Regions from separate parts of the Mus musculus genome. Here regions 1 and 3 are each linked to region 2. A link is a contact called in public Hi-C and promoter capture Hi-C data. All regions are on one chromosome and are shown on one strand. The core of a region is the stretch at or near the end of the contact, and the rest is flanking DNA. Distances in the headings are between cores, read along the strand shown.

What was found. Promoter capture Hi-C pulls out the DNA fragments that hold promoters and counts their contacts. A called contact is a pair of places that touch in the nucleus more often than the background predicts.
Region 1: a promoter capture Hi-C map of stem cell-derived epiblast-like cells shows a contact between it and region 2, with 3 times the contacts expected there. The contact joins the promoter of Spaca7 here to the promoter of Atp11a in region 2. A contact is called at or near these places in 7 of 39 promoter capture datasets (cranial neural crest, embryonic stem cells, hippocampal neurons and 3 more) and 1 of 115 datasets of contacts at active chromatin or transcription factors (pancreatic cancer cells).
Region 3: a Hi-C map of rod photoreceptor shows a contact between it and region 2, with 1.6 times the contacts expected there. The contact joins the enhancer-like site here to the promoter of Atp11a in region 2. A contact is called at or near these places in 1 of 484 Hi-C or Micro-C datasets (rod photoreceptor), 1 of 115 datasets of contacts at active chromatin or transcription factors (embryonic stem cells) and 2 of 9 other capture datasets (adipose tissue and pancreatic islet).

Annotation. Positions count from the first base shown.
Region 1 is chr8:12,571,657-12,574,356 of GRCm38.p6, forward strand. Spaca7 (sperm acrosome associated 7) reads left to right here and starts at 1,380. Exons shown (of 7, transcript NM_024279.3): 1 at 1,380-1,543. The coding sequence starts at 1,450.
Region 2 is chr8:12,755,751-12,758,463 of GRCm38.p6, forward strand. It overlaps Atp11a (ATPase, class VI, type 11A), which reads left to right and starts at 1,266. Exons shown (of 30, transcript NM_001293667.1): 1 at 1,266-1,602. The coding sequence starts at 1,564. It overlaps Gm33587 (a long non-coding RNA gene), which reads right to left and starts at 1,146. Exons shown (of 3, transcript XR_378725.3): 1 at 937-1,146.
Region 3 is chr8:12,955,783-12,958,482 of GRCm38.p6, forward strand. All of the region lies in intron 1 of Mcf2l (mcf.2 transforming sequence-like), which reads left to right. Among named protein-coding and RNA genes, the nearest start is that of Gm38671, 9.2 kb to the left of the region's middle. Within about 2 kb of position 1,394, at least 33 of the 459 cell types and tissues checked have an H3K27ac peak or open chromatin away from gene starts, as enhancers often do. A contact at or near this core is called in rod photoreceptor, where this site is marked.

The DNA.
Region 1 (2,700 bases), core at 130-2,629, 180 kb before region 2:
ATTTTTTTTAAAAAGTCATGAACCAGGCATGGCGGCCCACACCTGTGACCCCAGCATCTGGGAGACAGAGGCAGGAGGATCAGTAGTTCAAAGTCATTCTTGGCTACATACCAAGTTCAAGGTCAGCATTGGTACATGAGCCCCTACCTCTAAATGCTTTTATTTTAATTATAAGGTTATTTTTAAAAATATATTATTTGCCTCTTTCTCCTGGAACCATCTCAGAAGATGCAGGGACTGGGGCTGGATGCCAGGGACTTGTGGTTCTCTCTTCACTGAGGGTACAGCACAGGGAGTGTCCACATGCCCCAAGCCAGACATCTGTCAAAATCTGTGTTCAATGAAATAGGTATCAAAAGATCAATTTTCTGACTTCCCTCCTGATCGAAACACTTCTTAAAGATATCCACGCAAAGGGGAGGATATGTGAAATTCTTGCTAAAGGGCAGCAAAGACCCGAGGAAAATTTAGAGGACCATTCTTGAGATCTGAATCCCCCAAAAGCAACTGGTAACCCTGACTGCCATCTCCCCATGAACTCGGTGCCTCTGCAAGCAGGCAGTAAGAGCTCTGTGGCCTGAACAGCTCACACACCCTCTCTGTGCAGCTCCCTTGAGTCTGGCTGAGCCTATGGCTTGTCTGGCCAGTGGATTTGCAAGGATGAGACAGGAAGGACCTGTCTCCTCAGCACTCAGCAGTGACCAAGCTCAGTTCACCCCTGCAGAGCTAACTCACAGTTACACATTAGTTGCTTTAGGGGACCAGGTTTTGGGATGACCATACAGACTGACTTCTGGAGTGAACTGAGCCAGATTTTTTAAGCTTCTTCTGAGCCATCCCAGATCCCAAGTTCTCATGACCAACATAGAGGGATCCACTCCTACACCAGGATCTGACATCTGACTTCCTAGTTATAGGGGTAGCAAGTCACAGCTGCCCCACTGACCAGGCTTGTCCTCTGGCCATGTCTGTCTTTGTCTCTGGTCATTCAACTGAGTCACAGCTTGGAGAAATGTGGCCATATGCCTGGATCCTATTCAGACCCTCGGTTAAGTATTAAGCTGGTGTCATGGTCACGTGGTCAGAATTCCCAACAGTTAAGTCACGATATGTGTTAAGTCCCTGGGGCTCTGTGTTTTTATAGATGCTGGAAGAGCTAGAATACTCTTCTTGCTCTCTGAGGCTGACATCTACCAAGAAAGCCTCACACACCATCAGCTCCCCACAGTGCCTCACAGAGAAACAAACCCCATACCTGGCAGGACCCCAGTTCACTTCTTAACCATGTTCTCACAGGGTTAACATACACTCTAATGGGGAAGGAACCCAGGTCAGTGCCCTGTGGTGATGTCACAGGTCCCCCACATTCCACGTATCCAGGAGTCCAAGGCTGGGGAAGCTGAAGACCTACCTTCCAGGGAAGGGCCTCCTCCTGTAACTGGAGGGACCATGGCAGCGAATAGAGGATCGAGGACCTTCTTATCTGTCTTCCTGCTGTGCTGCTGGCAAGGCGCTGAGCTGCAGCCGATCAAGACAACTTCAGGTAGGTTCGGTGGACAGAAACCTCCAGCCTGGAAGCCGTAGAGGAAGCACTCTTCTTTGTGTTTCCTTCGCTGGAACTTGGGGAGTGGCGAGAAGGGAAAGTCCATCTTTGAATGCCTCTCACACAGGAATGCCAGGGAGCGGCTTTATACACCGCGCACATAAGTTTTCTATTAACTTAATGGGAATGTTCTAACTCGTTCCAAGGTAGAGGAATAGTGTCACAAACCTCCATTTGTCCCTCTTCCGTTTTTATGACTGCATGTTTCCCAACTTGTTTTGATGCCTACAAATGTGTGCATGCACCACACACATACATATAAAGACACACACATATAGACAGGTACAAATACACACATTGATACATGCTCAAGCACATACATATCCTTTTGTGTAACATTTAGCACTGTCCCAACGTTTCGCTACTCTCTGTGAAGTGGATAAAGCATATTTTTATATGCCTGTTCTTCTTACACTAACAGCATTAACACTAATCCTTTATTGCTTTTAACACCAATGAAAGATACAGTGTTCTTGATGCTTGTTAATGATGGCCAGGTAGCCAGATATGCTTGTGTACATCTCTAATGCCAGCACTGGGAGGCAGAGGTAGAGGCAGGTAGATCTCTGTAAGTTGGAGGCCAGCTGGGGCTACATTAATCAGAGAAACCCAAATTCAGGACACAATCTAGATTCATGGTCAATGAGAGAGAGACAGAGACAGAGACAGACAGAGATACAGAGGGAGACAGACAGAGAGAGAGTGAGAGAGAGAGAGGAAGGAGGAGGAGGAGAAGGAGAAGGAGATGGAGAAGAAGAAGAAGAAGGAGGAGGAGGAGGAGGAGGAGGAGGAGGAGGAGGAGGAGGAGGAGGAGGAGGAAAGGGAGAAGGAGAAAGAGAAGAGAAGGAGGAGAAGGAGAAGGAGGAGGAGGAGAAGGAGAAGAAGGAGAAGAAGGAGAAGAAGGAGAAGAAGGAGAAGAAGGAGAAGAAGGAGAAGGAGCTTACCTCTAGGTTATAGCAGAGGTTGTTGGGGGAATTGGAAATGGGAGTGGGAATCTCAGCCAAATATTACAGTTCCCCATTAAATCCTTATTTACAGTCAGAGATCAGCAATGTGATGTCTCTCCTGACTATAAATCCTATCTCCCTGGCTTCTTC
Region 2 (2,713 bases), core at 16-2,515:
TAGATAGGAAGGCTTTATCCTGAGGCACATCTGTGCCAGGAATACCCACTGCAATTGTAATTGGCCAATAGCCTACAATTTGGCCCAGCAGTCATGGTAGGAAAGAGATAGAGCATCAGAGACACATGAACAGCCCAGTCAGGCCCACTGAGGCCAGCAGCTAGTCCCTAGACATAGAGGCCTGCTGTCCTCAAGAGTCCACACCACAGCTAGGAGTACCAATGAGCGCTGACTGCCAACTCCACCAGGCTCACAGCAAGTCCAGGAAGCCCGGAGAGAAAACCCTTTGCCCTGAGGCTGGCTGGGTGTCTGTAGCTGGTGCTCCGTGGTGAGCACTGGTGTAGAACTTAGGTAGAAAACAGGGTAGAAGGCGGTGGTGGCTCAGGAGATCAGTTTAGTCACTGGCACCATTGCCACCAGTGTCTAATCCAAACCATAGCAAAGTCAGATCTCCTCCACACCCTGTCAGAACGCTCTCAAATACATTCCTAATCCTCAGGTCTGGTGCTCCTGATCGGCCACTGCAGATCCCTCGTCTCTGGTTCTACCGTTATCAGAAGCAAAAGCAAGGGATGTGGAACCAGTAAACATTAGCTAGATTACGGCTGGGCTGGAGGTAAGGAAGGTTGTTCAGCCATGTGCCACTTCACACCTAGGCAGCAAAGAACCACCTTCCCTGGGTGCTAGCCATGGTGATACAGTTGTAAGGTAGAAGCAGGAAGCATTTGACAGGGGGCTGGACCACAAGGTAAAACCCAGGACTGTGGAGGGTCTTCCCTGAGGCCTGGTTTCTGGAAGGCAGGACAGAGACTGGGCCCCAGGAGTAGGTAGAGGTAGAGAGTAGTGAGTCATGAGAGCTGGATCAGGACGTGTTTGGTTTGGTCTCCAAGGGAGTCAGTCCCAAAAGGGGTGGTAATGTTCGCTCCCTGTAGCCACCTGAGGATCCTGTGTCTTCTGTCCACGCCACGGCAGGAGGTGTGACCCCCCCCCCCCCCCCGCAGGCCTAGGGACCCAGGCCCATGGCACTCGCCATGGAGTCCTGGGCTCACAGCCAGGCTTCCGTTTTAGAAGAGGAGTGAACGGGGCGGGGGTGGAGAAGGGGTGGATCAGCACCCGACGAGCCACGCGGGGGCGATGACAGCCCCCCCCGCCCCCCCTCCCCCAGTCCCGCAGGGAGGCGGAAGCAACAGGGCGGCGGCGACGCGCTAGGGAGTCGCGGCGCGCGCGGGGCCGGGGCGGGGGCTGCGGCGCGCGCATGCTCACACGCGCCCGTGACGCGCGGGGCGCAGCGGGGCAGAGCCGGCTCCAGAGGCGCGGCGGCCGCGGGAGGAGCAGGCGCGGAGCATCGAGCGCAGGCCGCGTCGGCCCGACGGGAGTAGCGCCGGGCGCAGGCCGCCTCCTCCGAGCCGCCTGCGCGCGGGCCGAGACCCTTGGCCGCCGCCGGCGGGGCATGAGCGCGGAGGGGCCGCGGCCGCCCCCCGCGCCGCCCAGGCCGTGACCGGGCGGGGGGCGGCTGCGCTAGCGCCCGCAGCCCAGGGGCTCGCGGAGCCGGGAGCGATAACCATGGACTGCAGTCTATTGAGGACGCTCGTGCGCAGATACGTGAGTGGCTCTCTGTGATGGGTCCGGGGTCCGGGGTCCGGGTCTGGGTCAGGGTTCAGGCCCGGAACGTCCCGCCGTCGGGTCCCCGCCGCGCTCCACCTGCGCTCGGCCAGGCCCACCCGGAAGGCAGTTGCAGCCGGGTCGATCCCGGGGTCGAGGGACATCCATCCTTATGGGGGTTGCGCTCAGCCCCAGCGGGGCGGGCCGACGCGGGGACCGGGACCGGCTGGGACATATGTACGGGGCTGCGGGGAAGCGGGGAGCCTCCACAGGGGAGTCAGAAGTGAAGTTTGCCATCTCTGAAAGTAGTCAGCCAGGTCCGAGTGCGTAGTTCCCGGCTCCCTTGGATGCTGCTGCGCGGTTAGTGACGGAGTGCCTCACCAGGGGAGACCAGGGAGGTAGGTGGCATCCATCAGCCGGGATGGAGCAAAGTGGGTGTGTGTACAGAAAAGAGAGAATCTGCCCCGGGACAGCTTGTCTTCCCTAAGCTGGACACAAGGACCTATTGTACGGCAGCTGGCGCGGGGTGGTCACAGGTTTGAGGAGCGCGTGCCTTGCCCAGTGCGGGCTGGGTACGGAGGGGACCAGAGCCGGCTCTCTCTAGCTTCTCTGAGTGACACTTGTCCTTGGATGTGGGTTTTTCTGAAGGGGAATTTACCCGGGTTTTTCTTCTTGCTTTTCTGGTTAATTTCCATCCAATTTTGGCCTTCCAGTAAGCAAAGAATGAGACTAGGAAACTGCAGCCCTCCCCACCCCACCCCACCCCACCCCACCCCCGTGGGAAGCGAAAGGAGGAGGGGTGGTCTTCTTGGTCCCTGTAGACAGTCACCTGCCAGCTTCCCAGGGCCACAGGACGAATTTTCCGTCCCTGGTGCTGTCTTTTACTTCCACAGTGCCCTTAGGCAAGCCTTCAGCTATTTTATATTTCCTTATCTAGGTAAAATTTCAAGTTAGTTTCTTTTTGCTGTGCTATTCTACTTTCGAAGTGGTATTTTCTCTCAAATCTAGGCTGCAGATATTCCTTAACGAACTTTGCCACTCTTAATTATTTGATAATGCATCTGGAATGTAAGTTATGGAATGTTATTCCTTCTGCTCATCTCATTTTTGA
Region 3 (2,700 bases), core at 144-2,643, 200 kb after region 2:
GGTCATTCCCAGCCCAGGGCCCATCTGTGAATCACTGGTTATAGAAGGACCTACAGAGACTGAAGGGGACCGAGACCTTTGGGAGACAGAGGCCCATCCTGCATGTGCAGTACAGTTGTGTGGCCCCCAGGGCAAGTCTATCCAACAATACTTCCTGTATTCAAAGACCGTTTAAGCAAAATATTGAGAAAGCTGTTAAAATTATCAGAACGGTCTTTCTGATCTTCACACCCCTCAACTGACGCCACTCTTCCATTTCTGCCTAAGTCACTCTTTGGCATTGTCTCAGTTAGGGTTTTTGTTGCTGTGATGAAGCAACTCAAGGAGGAAAGGGTTTATTCCACTTCCCCCTTCTTAGACCATCACCAGGGCAGGCAGGATCCTGGAGGCAGGAGCTGATGCAGAGGCCACGGAAGAGTGCTGTTAACTGGCTTTCTGCTCATGGCTTGCTCAGCCTGCTTTTTTATAGAGCTCAGACCCACCAGGCCAGGGTGGCCACACCTACAGGCTAGAATCATCCTCCAAAATGACCCTAGCTTGTGTGAGGTTGACATAAAATTAGCCAGGACAAATATGTGTGCCACAGTAAACCTGGGGCGTATGTGACCAAGGCACATCCTCTCTTTGTGGCAGCTCTAACCGTGCTCCCATCTGTCTGTAAACTTGAGTCGCCCTGAGCTACAGGCATGAGCAGCACTGTGGGTGTCATCCTCCCAAGGATATAGATGCAGACCCAGAAACCACCTGGGAGAGACCAGCAGAGTAGGCAGTGCTCCAAGGGGCCTGGAGAGCTGGGTGGTCCTGGACATGGACCAGGGCAGAAGCAGGTGTTCCTATCAGTAATGGTTAAATGTCCACCATCCACCAGATGTGCAGGTCACTCTGAAGGGAGAGACCTTGCTTGTCCTGACATTTTAGAGATTGCCTCTCAGAGTCAAGCAATCTACCAAGGTCACTTAGCACCTGCTGGCCAAACCCAGAGCCCATACCAGAACGCTTGGCTCCTCTTGGTCAGGTCAGCAGCCAGCCTCGCAGTCAGTGTCAGGAAATCAGGGTCCCAAAGTGAGGCTTGGCCCAGAATGCAACCTCACGATAACGTGATTCCTGAGGATGTTAGGCACAAACAAGCTTTTCACTGTGCTTTGTATGAGAACAACGTGCAGACTGTGTTGGGCTGAAAGACTGGACTCCTCTGCGGACACATCCCACCTGTCTGCCCTTCCTGGTTTCCTCAGCCATGGCCTCAAGTGAAGCCTCACACTCCAGCCCCCATGCCCCATCCCCCACATCCTGTATCCTAGGCCCCACGTGCCATGCCCTCCGCCCATACCCTCTACCCTATCCCTGCACCCCATCCCCGTCTGTCTTTGCAGCTGCAGTTCACAGCTTGGAGACAGCTGCCCTGGTTATTAGACATCTGCCTTTCTGCCTGAGGTAAAGAGCTGATCAAAGATACAAACCTCACAGAATAGCCACATACTTCCTTTGCAGATTGTAAAGCTATTTCTCCATCTGTTGACTCAAAGACAAAGGGTTCATGGGAGAATCAGCTGTTCGGGTAGCTAAACTGTGGATGTTGCCCCTGAACGGGTCATGGAGAGGCACCAAGATGCTGCTTCGCTCCAAGGGCCTCTTGTCCAGCCCTCTCTGCACCAGAAACTGACACCTTTAGCTTTTACTTCTAAACCCTGCAGTTGGGTCTTCACCTCGAAGCCTCGAGCCAGCCAGCTTCTCTGTCTATCCTTTGTTGACATTGACCCTGCAGTCACATGGGCATCACCATGTGACTTCAGGCAAGCTGTCTTACTCGTTCAAGGCATAGGCTTGCCTCCTCCTAAGTGGCCCTAATGATTAAATTCATTAGTAACAAGAAAGCACTCGCTGCTGTTGCTACTTCAATGAACAGTTTCCTCTGTGAGCCAAATGAAGTGTAATTTAATTGCTCGGGACCCTGCAGCTCCGACCTCCCCACAGTTCTCTTGTGTTTCTCACTGTGGGAATGAGCCTCTGCAGACTTCAGTAAACACTGGTGGATGAGAGATCCTGGTAGATGAGAAAGGGGTGGCTCTATACTTGGGTGGGTAGGTAGTGGTAGCTAGGGGAGCTGTCTGCTTCCTGCCGGTGAGGGCTGTCCTGAACAGCACTGGCCCCCAACACTGTGACACTTTAGGTAGCTTTTAGGTACCCCAATTCTGAGGCCAGAGAGTTTGGGATGGGAAATGTTGTCACCCAAAGACTTCTCAGGCTTCTGAGGCCTCTCCAGTTATGACTGCCATGGGATGGGACTGGTGTGGGATGGTTCTGCATGGGATGTTTATCTTCCCTGAGCATGGCAAAGAGTTCTGTGGGACAGGCAGAGGTGACACTCTATGAACCTGACCCTAGAGATGTCACAGTGGAGAGCTGGCAGCAGAGGTCAGGTGCTGCAAACGCTCATGTAGCAAGGCCGTTGCTGGTCATAGCTGCTGGCTCCATCCAGCTGTGCGGTCCACTTGAGAATGAACAATGTCTCCTATGAGAACTAAGCAGAGAGCCCAGCAAACTTCCTGGGAACTGTGTTCCTTTAAGGAGTGGTTGCAAGCTTGGAAACCACCGTGCGTAGTGACACCCACACTCCAGGGTGTGAATGCTTGGGCAGGTGTTTGCCTGTACACCATTACAGCCCTTGGGAAGGTGAGAGTTTAACTCCTGACCTTCCAC